Linked DNA regions of Mus musculus: regions 1, 2, 4 and 5 are each linked to region 3. The links are chromatin contacts, called in public Hi-C and HiChIP or PLAC-seq maps. All regions are on one chromosome and are shown on one strand. Each heading gives the region's core, a stretch centred on a gene start, on an enhancer-like site or on the middle of the called end of the contact. The rest is flanking DNA. Distances are from core to core; before and after follow the strand shown.

Region 1 (2,700 bases), core at 45-2,544, 310 kb before region 3:
TTCTTTCAAGGCAAGCCTGGCTTGTCAGGGTCTCACCAGATTATACAGTCCTTCCTAGCCTGGCCATATAATATAAGACTTACCTTATTATGATCTGTATGCCTTCAAGAAGAAGAAGATTAAAAAAGATGACTATGGGCTTTTAAGACACAGCTAGAGAACTAATTGCAAACCTTCATTTTGTAGGAAGTGTGATGGATTTAATGAGAGGCCCCCTTTCCCTTGCTAATCTTCATGTACACTAACCTAAAAGAAAATCATGTGGACTTTTTAGTGGACCTTAGTAATTGTCTAAGAAATAGTTTACAAAGTGATGAAGCAGTTTATAGATAGTTTTCAAATTCTCATCTCCATTGAAAAGTAATAATTGTATGGGCTTAGTGCTTACATTACATAGCAGAATCAAAATATAAATAAATAAATAAATAGTATGAGGGCTCCTGACAAAAATTGCCCCGTTCCCCCACGAGGCTGCGTTAGAGGATCACTTGAGTTCAAGAGCAGCCTGAACTGTATACTTAACTGTAGGCCAGCGTAAGCTTTAGGGTAAGACACGATTTCAGAAAAGCAAAAGTAACACATATACACACTCACTAGTGGGTTAGGCCTCAGCTGCATCCCACAGGCACCCGGGCTAGTGTCATTTAGGGCTTGTCTGTTTTATGGAAAATGCTACATGACATGGAATCTGATATTTAGAATGTATTGTTCAAAATCACACACACACACACACACACACACATACACACATACACGCACACACGTTTTCTCACTTGATACTGAGGAATCTAATCCAAAATTGCCTAATCTCTTCAATGTTGATGGCAGCCCAGGGAAAGACCTACCACCTTTAAATTTTAAGCTTCTCTCTTCACTCCATAATAGGGATACTAAATAAAAGTTTAATTAAAAATAGGCAAAAGTTCATTGGTATGGCCTTAATATATCTCGTGAAATCTGCATTCCAGCTCGCTGCTCTTGAATTCCCCCCAAAGAAGCTGTTTGGAAACAAAGACGAGCGGGTAGTTGCTGAGCGGCGGACACACTTAGAGGTAAGAGAGCAAGCTTTTCACCTCCCTGTGTAGAAAAATCCACCATCTGAATGATTGGCAAGAGCAGCTCCTGTTAGGCCCTTTGTCTTTATTGGCAACTGTGAAGAGCTGCTTCGTTAATGCAGGAGATGGCAGCGGGGTGGTGGTATGACTTGATTTCAAATCAGGTCCTTAGCCCCCTCTGGTTTGGCTAGCATCTTTCTGATTTTGAAGAAGACACCCTTGTTCTGAGAGTTAGGACACAGTGTGTGAGCGAGCGCTACATTCTCCCCTCAGCCAGATGGCATGCAATGTAGGATGAGAGCACAGAGCTTGCTGAAGAAAACTTGGAATTAATTAACCAAACTTACAGTATGTCGTCATTGTTGCTTTTTCAAGAGCTTTGGGAGGGAGAAGTTTCGGACCTATTTTAGTCCTAGTTCAGAGTCTTTGTATTTATTTTAACTTTATCTGCCAAGCTAGCTACACATAGATCCCAGTTTAACACAACCTGTTTTTGTGACTGCCTTGTGCCAATACCCATAGCTGACTGTTGTCTTCAGTTTGTGGCTTCACCAGTATACAGTTGATTATATTTTGTTAAAATCTGACTGCTTTTACCAGAGTAACTCCAGGATACCCTCAAAGCTCCCTTTGTTGTGACTTTGTTGGGAATAGTCACATGACTTATTATAATATAATCCTATCAGAACAGACCGTTCTAATGGGTGACTTGAAATGTAAAAGTTTGGGGATGGTATTGTTCCTCTGGACTGCCAAGTTGAACATGGCTGCCTGTGGGCTTCACTTGGTGTCAGTGAACCAAAATGTAGGGAATTGCCTTAAGCTGCTCTATCTAGAAGGGTCCTATGAGAGCCAAGGGGAGACATGGAGAAATGAAGCAGTGAGTTGTTCTAAGAGAAGGCACATTTCAGTGAGGAGCCATGCTTCCGGAATCTGCAGATGCACTGCAGCTACACATTTGAAGAAGTCCTGAGACCAGAACGACTGGGCTCTAGCAGGACTGTGAGGGACTCCCAAACTTACCCTGTGAAGCATAGACTCATGAGAAGAATTAGCCTTCAAGGACGAGGTTATTTTTGTGAGTCTGCCTGGTTTTACAGTGCTTATGTTAAGTGCTTATAAGATTCAAACAAACAAACAAACTTAAATAACACTTATAGGAGTAATGAATTTTTTTTTCTCTGAACTTTAACTGCCTTGACTAAGTAGCCTCATCTTTAATGAAAACATGGAGAATGGTGAGTTGCAAACTTGTTTTAAAATTTGATTATTGCCTGTTATGGCTATTGCCATTTCCAGCTTCCCAGACGTGATGGCATTCACACGAGGCCAGCACTCCCACACAGATGGCTCAGTTCAGGAACAGAACTTGGAGGTGTTTGCTTTCTATTCCAAGTGCACAAGACTCACTCTTGTGTTTTGTGTTTCTTGTGTTGCGTGGTGTTTTCTCTTGTAGTCCACATTTGTTCCTTCAGTGTCTCCTAGCGAGGGGTGTGTAATCTTTTGACATTCTGACATGATTTTGCCATCTCAAAGTGATCAAGATCCCAACATCCACTTGAAGGTTATGTCCTCAGTCACCCTACTTGTGCTCACTAGGTTCCACTTTCACAGACTCTACCTACCAGGAACGCCAAAGTAGAAG
Region 2 (2,700 bases), core at 39-2,538, 270 kb before region 3:
TGATAGTTTGTTGACCTTGTTGACTTTGTGAGACAGGGTTTCTCTTTGCCATGTAGCTTTGGATGGCCTGGTATTCATTCTGTAGATCAGGCTGATCCCAAACTTGCAGTGATTCTGTGGCCCTTGCCCTCCAGGTGAATGGATTATAGCAAATGGATCACTGCCTCGTACCCTCTTCCTGCTCTCTCCCACAATCCTGTACCTTAAGTCTTTTTTATCTCATAGCTTTTAGAGACAGAGGGGATGCACAAGGGTTTCTTTTAAGTAAGTAGGAAGGAGGTGGGATGCTGCAATTCTCTTGTTGCAACTCACTAGGAAAGTGGCAGGAAGGGAAAGAGGCTCATTGTGTTGTTCTAAGCACCAGGAGTGAGAACCAGAGAGATGACCCAGGTCTGCTGGGGTCAGCAGGGGCCAATGTGCAGGGGCTGGATGGGAGGGGAGAAAAGAATCTGTAAGAGCCAAGTTAAATCCTGAGGTTAAAGGTTAGACTTGACCCTGGACTTGGGGAAATAGCTGGTCATTTTCATTCTCTTAGCTGACTCCATGACAGATGAGAGTTCTTGGACCACAAGGCTCCATGTTTCTTGTCTGCTTAGGCACTGCTGGGTAGTGAGAGACGGGCCACTGGTTATCTATCTAGTAGAATTGCTAGGTGTGTTTCAGGGTGGCAGGTGAGGCACAGGGATGCTTGATTTATTATTCTAGAATGGATATTAAGTCTTCAAGCTGCTTCTTAGCAACGGACTAGAGGAGGCAGAAAGGATGAAGTAAGGAAAGCTAGAGCATTGGTGACAGGGTCCTCAGGTACGCAGATCAGTGGAAGAAAACCAAGAATGGGCATCCACAGGGAGGCAGGGGACATCAGCAAGGTTCTGTGATGTGAGCATCTAATGTGACTCCAATTCAAAGAGGGAAACAAGTATGCTGTCTTCTAACAGTGACTGGCCCAAAGCAGAGCCTGAGGGTGCTGAGGAGGCCTGGGGAAGTCAGAATCCCAGGGCTACCTTCCCAGCTGCAGCCTGAGCACTCCAGTCCCCAAGAAGGGAGCTGCTTCCAGGCTCCTAATTGCATTGCTGTATCTTCCTGCTGCAAAAGACCAGACCTGAGGCTCCCAGACATTCCAGATGTGAGTGTGCGTGCGTGCGTGCGTGCGTGCGTGCGTGCGTGCGTGCGTGCGTGCGTGTGTGTGTGTGTGGGCACTCGCGCACAGGACATGGAAGAAGAGAGCCTGTTCTGTTTCTAGGAAGTCTGGAAACTAGAAACCACAGCCAGATGGGCCCAGCCTGGGGGATGGTCATGGCACATTGGAGCATGAAATCAGACTTTGGAGGGAGATGAGGGTATGGTTTGGCGGCGGATCAGGAAGGGATTCTCAGCCAGACATTTATGTGTGATGGGATGGCCTAGGTTTACTATCAATGAAACAGATACAGGATAAAGCAAGCGCAAGGGTGCTTCAGTATAGTTTCTTCACTGGATGAGTGCAACTCCTGACTCTCAGCAGCCTCGGCAGGTGACTGCCGAGGTGGTCAATTATCACAAGGAGGCCTAGCAGGCCTTCCTCTCACCCTTTCTTTGACCCCTCAGGCTTGCAGTTATTTTCCTGCTCACCCCAGCATTCCTCTCTTTTTGCTATTCTTCCTCTCTACTATTCCACCCTGAACCAGAATTAAAACCCAGACTATGGAGTCGCATGAGTAAAGAATTCACTAAGGCATCCTAGCCACAAGAGAGATTTCGGGGGCTAATATAGTATCCCAGAGGGGTCAGAGTTGGAAGCTGAATAATAAAGCTTTATTATATTATCAGTGTGTATATTCTTGCATTAGAGAAGGACTTGACATACATACACACGCACGCACGCACACACATGCACACGCACACACACACTTTTGAAGGAATTGACTTAGGTACTATGGCTAAGAAAATCTAAACTCCTTCAGATAGCATTAAAGAAGGGTTTATGTATGGTAGACCAAAACTATCACCCAGAGGAGAGGCCTCCCTCCTGTCTTCTCTCTCTTCTCTTTCTCTTCCTCTTTCTCCCAACCCTCCCTCTTACCACCAACTTTTACCTTATACCTCCTAATTAAAGTCTAACGTTTTCTGATAGCTTTAGTTAACTCTGTTCAGATTTTCCAAGACAATGGCCTTCACATGGAACCATTCCAAATGTTTTCAGAGCACCAACCTAGGGTAGGTTAATATTCGATTGGGTTGCTGAGGCCTGACCTGCAACATCTAAAACGCCACATCACTGAAACCAAAATATGCTTGCCGGGTTTCTAGGCCTCTTGGGCCAGTAAACCTGCTGAGGGGTCTGCTTTTCCAAAGGCCAGTGAGCTGTATCCTGAGTTACTAGGCTGTGTTTAGACCCTGGAGAGGAAAGACAGAAGCCTCCAAGTTCATCTGGGTGAACATGGACAGAAGTGGCACCTAGTGATTCTAGAGACTAGAACACAGACTGACTCTTGATCCCTACCAGATGATAAAATCTCTGAAGATGTTAACTCTGCAAACATATTATCCTAAGCCTGTTTCCTCCCTGAAAGTCCCGTCTGAACTATAAGAGTAGCTAATGTGATTGGAAGGATGTTTGACCCCAGCAATATAGCCCATGGTCAGCTGAGTCACCCAGCATGCTCTCTGGAACAAACAAACCTTCTGAACGGAAATTTTAGATCCCCACAGCAGAGGTGA
Region 3 (2,700 bases), core at 59-2,558:
GTCTTCGGAGTCTGCCTGGCAAGTCAACTTCCCATCCCACTCTAGAGGCACATTCCGGTTTTAAAAGGGGACTTACTCTGTTCTGACTGTAGTGTCCTCTGCAGCTGCGGTGTATGTGTCTGGCCAATCTTCAGAATTGGTATATCTCTAGATCCCTGCATTGTCACTCAAAGAGGAACTGATTAGTGTACCCAGGACAACAAAAGGCCTTCTAATCAAGCATTGCAGCTCATTCCTCTTATGGCAGTTTACAAAGGAAAGTCTCTTCTCCCAAGTCTTGGTAATGGGCAACCGAATGAGGGAAGCCTGCTTGTCTTGTGACCCTTCAGACCTGACACCCGAGTTCCAGCCTCCTTCTGGAAGGCATGGGGGATACACATTACCTCTCCTAGTGAGGCTGGGCTTCTCCAGCATTCCATGCGCAGCATGAGTGTCACAGACTTAGGCTCTGTTTCACTTCATTTTAATGAGAACAGAGTTTAATTTAAGTTTCAAACGCTTGCTTTCTCCCATAGATGGGAGCAAAAAGGGCTAAGGCTATGGGATCAACACTGCAATACATATGGCTATTCACAATTCAAGGGTCACCGCCACTCAAAGGTAGGGTGCAAATCTGAATTGCAGCTAATTAATTTAGCCTTCATTATCAACCGTTCTGAACCACAAAGGAAGCTCACCAGCTATTTTCCAATGACTAAGGGATTAAAAAAAAAGCTGAGTGAAATGTCTAAGAGACTTAGCAAACAAACTGTTGGCCATTTGGGGGTATCTTAAGGCTCCCCAAAATGCACCCCATGATTGAAATCAATTAAAAGGAGCCAAAGGCTGACCTGCTGAAGACAAAGAGCTTAAATATCCCACCTACCCAATAAAGGTCCGAAAGATCCCAAAGCCCTGGAGGGAGGCCTCATGAATACTCTTGAGAATTTTTAAATGCCTGCCCCGAAGAAAGAGGGATGTGAGGAAGAGAGAGGTCTCTGCTTCTAAATAATAGTGGCTCTCCTGTGGTTAGGCACAGCCTGTAGGATTTGCGTTTCAAGTTCTTTATTGAAATTGCTCAGGTCTTTTAACAGATCTCCTGTGAGGACTCAAAAGCCTTAAGCTAATTACGCTTGGCTGAGATATGCTTGATGAGATGGGAAAAACAGAGAGCTTTTGAAAGGGTGAAAAATCTCTATCCATCTGCTGGTGGTCTTACGGAAAGAATAATAGAAGAGAGGTGGAGGGCAGCCAGCCAGGGTAGGGAGGCAGAGGACTCCTTTAATTACAGGGTCAATGAGACCATTACCGCTTGGAATGCTGGGAAAGGCCAGCCAGACAAGCTCTGGGAGCTGGGTAGCAGCAGCAGGAGCAGCAGTGCTTAGCTGAATGAGCCCAGCAGAAGACGGGAGCCACAAAGAGGATGGATTTGGAAGGAAGAGAATTTGGTGGGCTTGGAGGAGAAACTCACTTTAAATGAGAAAGGGTAGGTGGTCTGGAGAAAGGAGGAAGGCTCTCAAGTTTCACAACAAAGCTCATCCCCCGCCCCCGCCCCCCTTCCTCCCTGGTTATCTTTGGTCCTGAAAGGCAGCTGCAGATGGAGCCCCAGTGACGTGGTTCTTTCTCTCTGGTGACAGTGAGACAGTTGCTTCTGTTATCCTTGGCAGTGCAGATGAACAGCCTGCATTTGGCTTTCAAATCAATGCCCCAGGTGTTGACTCAATATGGAGAACAGCTTATGTGTGTCTCTCTAAGTTCACTTCGGCTTTTGAGTTCTGTTTTTTTTCTTTTTTTTTCTTTTTCTTTTTAAAAATAACTAATCCCCTCAAATTCAGCCGAGAAAAATGCTTGAGTTTGGAAGACAAACTGACTCAAAGAGAACGGCTTAGATAGAAACCTATTTTACTTTGAATAGGCTAGCTCTTGAAAGTTGAACACCATATGTCGCCAATTCTAATTTATTTATTTATTTTAAAACGCTTGTAAATGTAACACCACTTTTGTTCTCCTGACTCTCGTTTCCTTCTATGTATGAACACGAGCAGAACTACCAGAATAATGTGGATTCAGCCCATTTTTGTCCTCCATTGCTTATTTTCTGCTCAATGAGGCCAGAGAAGAAGAGCTTTGGTGTCGCCAGATTTTGAGACTACACAATTCACATGTGTGTGTGGAGCATGTTATAAACAGTGTTCTTCTCCTATGTCTTCACTGGGTATTATGGTATGGCCTGTATATGCAAGAAAAGCTTGGGAGCGACTGACCTTGCATTGTTCTGTAGTCTTTTACTCATGCTTAAGTCCTGATGAGAGGGGCAATACCTGGAGGAAAGAGTCTTTTATTGGCTCTCTGCTCATGGATCAGACTGTAAACTGTTTCTCAGTTACATGAAAGGAATGGACTCAGGAAAAAGAATTCCCCGTCAGATCCAGAATGGGTAAAGGTATCACACCCACTTCCTATCTCCTCAGATTAATTTTTTTTTTTTGTCCAAAAGTTGGGATTTTTTTTTTTTTTTGATCCAATTTTCCTCCTCCCAGAATAGAATGAAAAACTGTCTTGTAGCAGAGTGGAGATAACCTGGGGCCCAATTCCTCTGCCACTCAAAGACAAGACTGATTGGCCCTTTGATGGCTAAATGTACACATGTTGTAGCCTTTGTCTTGTGGATTTTTCTGAAATTATAAGATGCCCCTGGCATTGGGTGAGTCAGGTCTGGAA
Region 4 (2,845 bases), core at 16-2,515, 400 kb before region 3:
ATACTCTGCGTTATGTTCCCTGCGCCCTTCTTGGGAATGTCTTCTTCCTAGCCTTGGTCCTGGTCCGTTTGGCTTCCACAAAGTGACCTCCAAGCACTATCAGTGTCATTGACACTGTTCTCCAATGTGATCTCTCCCTTTCCAGCCTGAACTTCATCCTTGGCTAATGTATAAATTTCCCCCCACACCTACACAAGCTTCTGCGAAGCCCTCTGTCCACTTCCTCTGCTTAGTTCTCTTCTAAGCTTAGTCCAGGAATTACATTCTCAGGAGGCTTCTCTCCATCTCCAGTTTGAGTTGATTTGTTGCTTTTTTTCCTTGGGCAGACATTCTGTGTATGTCTTCTCTTTCCAATGTAATCTCATGCCCGGGCATTTTCCTGATGTGGGCTTCTTGAAAGCAAGAGCCCTCCATTCCTTACTCAGTTTCAAGTCTTGCACATAGGAAGTAACTCTGCAGATCTACAGATCTGGGGCTGCAGCCAGGCTCTGGATGAGTCAGTCTATCAGCAGGCCCGAGAAGCCTGTGCTGGGCATGACCCATGGCTACTGTACTCCTGCTTGTCTCCTTCGCTCCTAGTGAGTGCTTCCTTCTCGGCTGGTGTCTAAGGATCACAGACCAATGTATCTCTTGTCTAGAAGATTGCAGTAATAAGACTGAGTTTTATAGTAGTTAAAAAAATTTCTGCTTAGTACTTTTCCCAGAGCCAATCTATCTTAACAGTTGTGGCTGTTTTGCTAATCATCATATCTGGTGAGACTCAACGTGTCTTCAAAGCAGCAGGTTCTCCCTCCCTCCCTCCCATTCTTTCCTCTTTTTCTCTTTCTTTTTGTTCAGCAGGCAACCTACTAATCTTTCAAGTACCCTATATCTAAAAACAAATAGCAACTACAGAACCGTACTCTGAATTTAGTGGGCTCTTGATATTTTTAAACATCAAGTCTTTATATCATGAACGGCCTCCTTTGTCTGGCTGGGCACATCAAGTTGGACACATTTTCTATTCCAGTTTTGGAACCTGCTGCTGGCCTGCATCTCGAGCTTCTCTGGAAACTGGTTTGTACACACATTGCTTCTTAATGCCAGAGACTTTTTGGATGGGGCAAAGCAGCCTGGTGGCTTCCTTGGGGAGTTAGCTCTACTTTGGAGAACTGCCCAGCTAGGGTCTTTGCCAGCAGATAATTTCCCTGCAGGGGAACATTCCCTCTCACTGGCACAGTGTCTTTAAGAAGAAAGCAAGCTGACTGCTCAGCCTCCTCCACCTCACTGGAGACTGAAAACAGGCAGCTAGTTTGGCAGGAGGCGGAAACATTCACAGCTTCGTGAAAGTGCTTGAAGCAAAATTAGATACCTTCCAAGTTCATTTCAGTATTGAAAATAAAAGAAAATTTTGCTGGCACATTAGCCTCCTCTAAGTACTGCACAGTGGCGAGCCCATTTAAATGTATAAATTTGAATAATTAAATTCTAAAAAGAAGCAACTCCGTTTCAATCCAAGCTAGACCTACAAATGTCAGAAGCCAGCGTCAGGGCTGGGTTTGGTAAGCCACCTCAGGATTTTCACTAAGGCCATAGCACCCCTTGGTGACTATGGAAGGCCCCTGACTCTGTGATGACCTGAAGCTATCCATCATCTGGGGAAGAAGATAGAAGAAAGGTGGTCAACTTTATCACTGAGGTTCAAATCACAAACAGGTAGAAAAATTGCTGCAGAGCTGGCATGTGGCCATGTCCTCTGCCTTGCTCGAGTTGCTCCCCTATCAGTGAGCCTTTCTCTCCGTCTTCCTCACTGTTTCAGTGTGAAGTTTCCCCACACAGACATATGTCAGGGGAGTTGGTCCCACGCAGTAGCCCTATTCGGGATGCTGTGTAATCTATGCTGTTGGTCTCTAGGAGATGGGGCTTGAGACTCTGGACTGGACCCTTTGCCCTGTTCTACTCCTAAGGTGTAGCCAATAACCTGTCGCTCTTGCTGCCAGAGCCCACAGCTGCTGCCTTCCATCCCCAGCCTTCTGGGCAGTAATGGACCAACCATTTTCCCTCAATATCTTCTTATCAAATGTCTGTCATTTACTATGTTTGCCAAGAAAGGCTCATACTAGATTCATAAGGGTTTTTAAAAATATTTTTCTTTCAAAGCTTTTTTATACTCTTTTAATAACCACGTAATTTTCTATTGTAGATATTCCATGTCTAACTGGACTTATCTTCTATTGATTTATGTTTTATTGTTTAGTTTCTGGCTATCATATGCCATTAGCCTGAAGAAATTTGTGGCTAATTCTGGTGTTCTCCATAGTAACTTCCTTGAGGCAGAAAAATGTAGTGCTGGCATTTCTAGTTCAGAGAGAAGAATTTGAAGGTCCCTGATTGCACATTAATAAATTATTTATTTGATCACCTTCCACTAATACTGTGTAAGTTTCTTTTTCTTGTAAACAATTTTGAGAAATGGTCTTGAGTTCTTGAATATATATCCTTGTGAGTTCAGCTTCTGGGATGCAGTTCCAGGCTGTACTGCCAGTAAGCAGAAGCCAGGGTTCCTGCCTACAACCATGTAGAAACGGGTGCCTTTCCCCAGTGTCTTGGTTGTTACCTAGGACCCAACTGTGTATGACTGTAGCTGAGTTTCTCCGTGAACTGGAACGCTGAAGTGAGGGCAGTTCCCACATTCTTGCTGTCTTCTGGTTGCTTGTAGGAATGGAGTTCTAGAAAATAAATCCAGAAGAAACTCAAATCTGAAGAAACAGTTTTAAGATTGGATGTAAACAGTGAGAGTTGCCAATGTGAAGAGTTCTTACCAGCTAATAGCCATTACATAACAAGAAAGTGGTTCCTTCTCCAT
Region 5 (2,700 bases), core at 87-2,586, 480 kb before region 3:
CACTGAAGGGTCCTGTGCCTTTCTCATGTTTGCTTTACCCTGTAAACTATTCTATTGTCCCAGAGAACGCCACTCATCCAGCCACCAGCTCATTTCACATGGTCACATGGCCTTTAAGGACTGCCTGGGCATACTGGGCAGTGTTCCAGATGTGGGTCTTTGGGTCTTCCCTTTGCTTCATTCCATTCTCTCGCCCTGTTGAGTTAGACTGCTCAATTTTTTGGCCTATCCCTTTCCCTACTTTTGTTTTGTAAGCCATTGCCTCCAAGCCATGGCTGTTACTTTTAGCCAGGCAGAGGTTATTTTTGTTAAATGGGAGAGTAATGACCATGACTGTAGTAGGAAACTCCAGGTCTGTTTTAATTACTTAGAATTCTTCCTCATTTTAGACATGCATCTCCTACAATCCAGGCAAAGGTCTCGCCTACTCTGTCAACCACAGCTCACTTATCCAGAATGTTCTTTAATATCCTTATCCATCAATTGCATCCTCTTGATGAAATGATTTACACTACTTTATCATCATTATTTATTATTGTTACTTAGATAGTGCATCCTTATTCATACGGCGCAGGATCAGAGGTACACTCAATGTGCTTCAGCACCAGGTCAGGAGCCTTATACACTTTCAAAGAAAGCTTTTCACGCTCTAACCTGATTTCAGTTCAGACCTGCTTGTTAGGGAGTGTTGGTCTTCCTCCTGTCTTCTTCAGGCTGTGATAATGCTGTCTGTGGTTTGAATAACTCCAAAGTTGAGGTGCTGAAGGTAGTCACAGAGATCTTGTTTATAAAAACAAAGAGAACATGGCCAACTCACATGTTTCAGAGCATAATTTTAACATGTAGACTAGACAAGATATACTGAAACTAGTAGCTATTATATAATGAGTTTCACTTGCATTTAAATTATTCTTCAGAGTTTTTGAAAGTTGATTTAGAACAAATGACTTGTATTTTTTATTATATTAAGCCAGAGTAATTTTTTTTTGTTAGATTTAACAAGAATTCTCTGAATGTCTTCAGAATCACAAAGTAACAGTCTGCTGTTAGTAAGTAAAATACATTTTTTTAAAGTAAACAATATCAGAGCAAAAGCAGCAACAACCAAATGTGTCTTTTCTCGGGAAGCTAATCTTATCATATTTTGCATATTGTATAGGGAGGCTTGTCGAGTTAACAAGTGGCAGTCCCAACTATGGGCAAAGCCATTGTGTTTTAAGAGCAACCCACATTCTTGTTTTACAGTATTCATTATCTTGAGAATAGTTGGAGTAGATGTGCTGTTGGGAGTGGTTTGGTTTTTACCACTAGATGGCACTGCAGTTAGGGAAAACAAATCCCATAGCTCTTAACTAGGATCTTTGGCAGTGAAGCTGTCTGCAAGGACAGGATGTACTGCTAAAGGGGATTGAAGAGGCCACCAGTGATTTCTAGATAGAGTCTGTGGAGACAGATTGTGGAGATTCTAGCATTAGGGGTTATTTAGCTGGTGCCTTCTTGAAGCCACATTGACACCTGATACAGAGATGGGAACGCATCTTCATATTCTGGAGTTTCCATTCACATCCTTCTGAAATACTTTGTCTGAAGTTGCTTTACATTTAAGTGGTGGCTCTTAATGTGTGTCATAGGTGGTCATTCTGATTGGCTCTTTTTAGAAAGCTGGCCTGCTTCCTTCCCTCCTTTTCATCCTTCCCTCCTTTGCTCCCTCCCTCCCTCATGCCCTTCCCTTTTTATTTATGTGCTTCTCTTCATAAGAATCATTTTTGCAATGACTGTTTACACCATTCTTTCTTCATCTTTGGCTCTAAGGAGTTCTTAAGAGAATTAAAACTTCCCTTGCCTTGTGTCCTTGTTCTGTAACCTTCCTTGTTTGTTTAAGGCTGTCCGAATTAGTGAATGTGCTCAAAGAGAGAGAGAGAGCTCTCTTTTTGGCTTCATATATTGAGAGCCAAGAGTCTTCTAGAAGAATGCTCAGGTTAAGATTTTTTCCCTAACTCTCTCGTCATTTACATGGCAGCAGGCAGAAGGCACTGCCAGCAGGCACAGGTACACTGCAAGGTGGCAGAAAATAATGCTGAAGGTCACCTCGCTCAGCTAGATGGTGGCTGTGTGACATGGGTGACTTACGTAGACTCTATGTCGTTCAGTTTCAAGATCTGTGAAATGGGGCCCATAGCATCTCATTAGGTTGCTGTGAGAATGGAGGGATAGTGGTAAAGCCGCTTTGTCGGTTGGAGCCCTGAGCAGGGTAGAAAAGGGTTTCTCAGGGCTTGAGCTCAAAGCATCTGTTCTCCTAGGAGCTGAGGCTGCTGGGGAAACTGAGGGAGTGTAGTTTAGCAGTTGGGGTACAGAAGAGCCCAGCTATAGAAAGGGTGTGAACAGCAGACCTTAATTTCCTAGTTAATACTTCCTTTTCTTCATTACTGCTTGAAAGAAAATAGTGAGCTAATTTAAATTCTGCTCATATATTCTGAAGACGCTTTTCTCGTTTAGTTTCATTATCTGAACCATCAGTATTTCTTTTGAAGTGTCTAAGTAGTGCATTGAAATTTCTTACTCATTTCTCTCATTTCACATTGAATTAATGACAGAGTATTCGAAGTAGATGAAGTCTTAGGGCTGATCTTATCCAACCTTGTCATGAGACACTGGGAGTGTAGAGCCTGCACACAGGGTTTCTGCTGCAACTTCTCAGGA

What was found. A called contact is a pair of places that touch in the nucleus more often than the background predicts. HiChIP or PLAC-seq counts read pairs in DNA pulled down with a chosen protein or histone mark.
Region 1: a contact with region 3 is called in an H3K27ac HiChIP or PLAC-seq map of neural progenitor cells, with 9 times the contacts expected there. The contact joins two enhancer-like sites. A contact is called at or near these places in 1 of 484 Hi-C or Micro-C datasets (cortical neurons) and 1 of 115 datasets of contacts at active chromatin or transcription factors (neural progenitor cells).
Region 2: a Hi-C map of cerebellum shows a contact between it and region 3, with 1.6 times the contacts expected there. The contact joins two enhancer-like sites. A contact is called at or near these places in 6 of 484 Hi-C or Micro-C datasets (cerebellum, cerebral cortex, cortical neurons and 2 more) and 1 of 115 datasets of contacts at active chromatin or transcription factors (stem cell-derived anterior neural progenitor cells).
Region 4: a contact with region 3 is called in a Hi-C map of cortical neurons, with 2.2 times the contacts expected there. The contact joins two enhancer-like sites. A contact is called at or near these places in 3 of 484 Hi-C or Micro-C datasets (cortical neurons, forebrain and nephron progenitors) and 1 of 115 datasets of contacts at active chromatin or transcription factors (astrocytes).
Region 5: a contact with region 3 is called in a Hi-C map of forebrain, with 2.5 times the contacts expected there. The contact joins two enhancer-like sites. A contact is called at or near these places in 9 of 484 Hi-C or Micro-C datasets (the N1E-115 cell line, cerebellar granule neurons, cerebral cortex and 4 more).

Annotation. Positions count from the first base shown.
Region 1 is chr2:142,646,780-142,649,479 of GRCm38.p6, reverse strand. Kif16b (kinesin family member 16B) reads left to right here. Exons shown (of 26, transcript NM_001081133.2): 25 at 969-1,052. Among named protein-coding and RNA genes, the nearest start is that of Kif16b, 250 kb to the left of the region's middle. Within about 2 kb of position 1,294, at least 22 of the 459 cell types and tissues checked have an H3K27ac peak or open chromatin away from gene starts, as enhancers often do. A contact at or near this core is called in cortical neurons and neural progenitor cells, where this site is marked.
Region 2 is chr2:142,607,574-142,610,273 of GRCm38.p6, reverse strand. No RefSeq gene overlaps it. Among named protein-coding and RNA genes, the nearest start is that of Kif16b, 290 kb to the left of the region's middle. Within about 2 kb of position 1,288, at least 21 of the 459 cell types and tissues checked have an H3K27ac peak or open chromatin away from gene starts, as enhancers often do. A contact at or near this core is called in cerebellum, where this site is marked.
Region 3 is chr2:142,333,544-142,336,243 of GRCm38.p6, reverse strand. All of the region lies in intron 16 of Macrod2 (mono-ADP ribosylhydrolase 2), which reads right to left. Among named protein-coding and RNA genes, the nearest start is that of Kif16b, 570 kb to the left of the region's middle. Within about 2 kb of position 1,308, at least 73 of the 459 cell types and tissues checked have an H3K27ac peak or open chromatin away from gene starts, as enhancers often do. A contact at or near this core is called in cerebellum, cortical neurons, forebrain and 1 more, where this site is marked.
Region 4 is chr2:142,730,236-142,733,080 of GRCm38.p6, reverse strand. All of the region lies in intron 17 of Kif16b (kinesin family member 16B), which reads left to right. Among named protein-coding and RNA genes, the nearest start is that of Kif16b, 170 kb to the left of the region's middle. Within about 2 kb of position 1,265, at least 83 of the 459 cell types and tissues checked have an H3K27ac peak or open chromatin away from gene starts, as enhancers often do. A contact at or near this core is called in cortical neurons and forebrain, where this site is marked.
Region 5 is chr2:142,811,852-142,814,551 of GRCm38.p6, reverse strand. The region is part of intron 12 of Kif16b (kinesin family member 16B); the gene reads left to right. Among named protein-coding and RNA genes, the nearest start is that of Kif16b, 88 kb to the left of the region's middle. Within about 2 kb of position 1,336, at least 12 of the 459 cell types and tissues checked have an H3K27ac peak or open chromatin away from gene starts, as enhancers often do. A contact at or near this core is called in cortical neurons and forebrain, where this site is marked.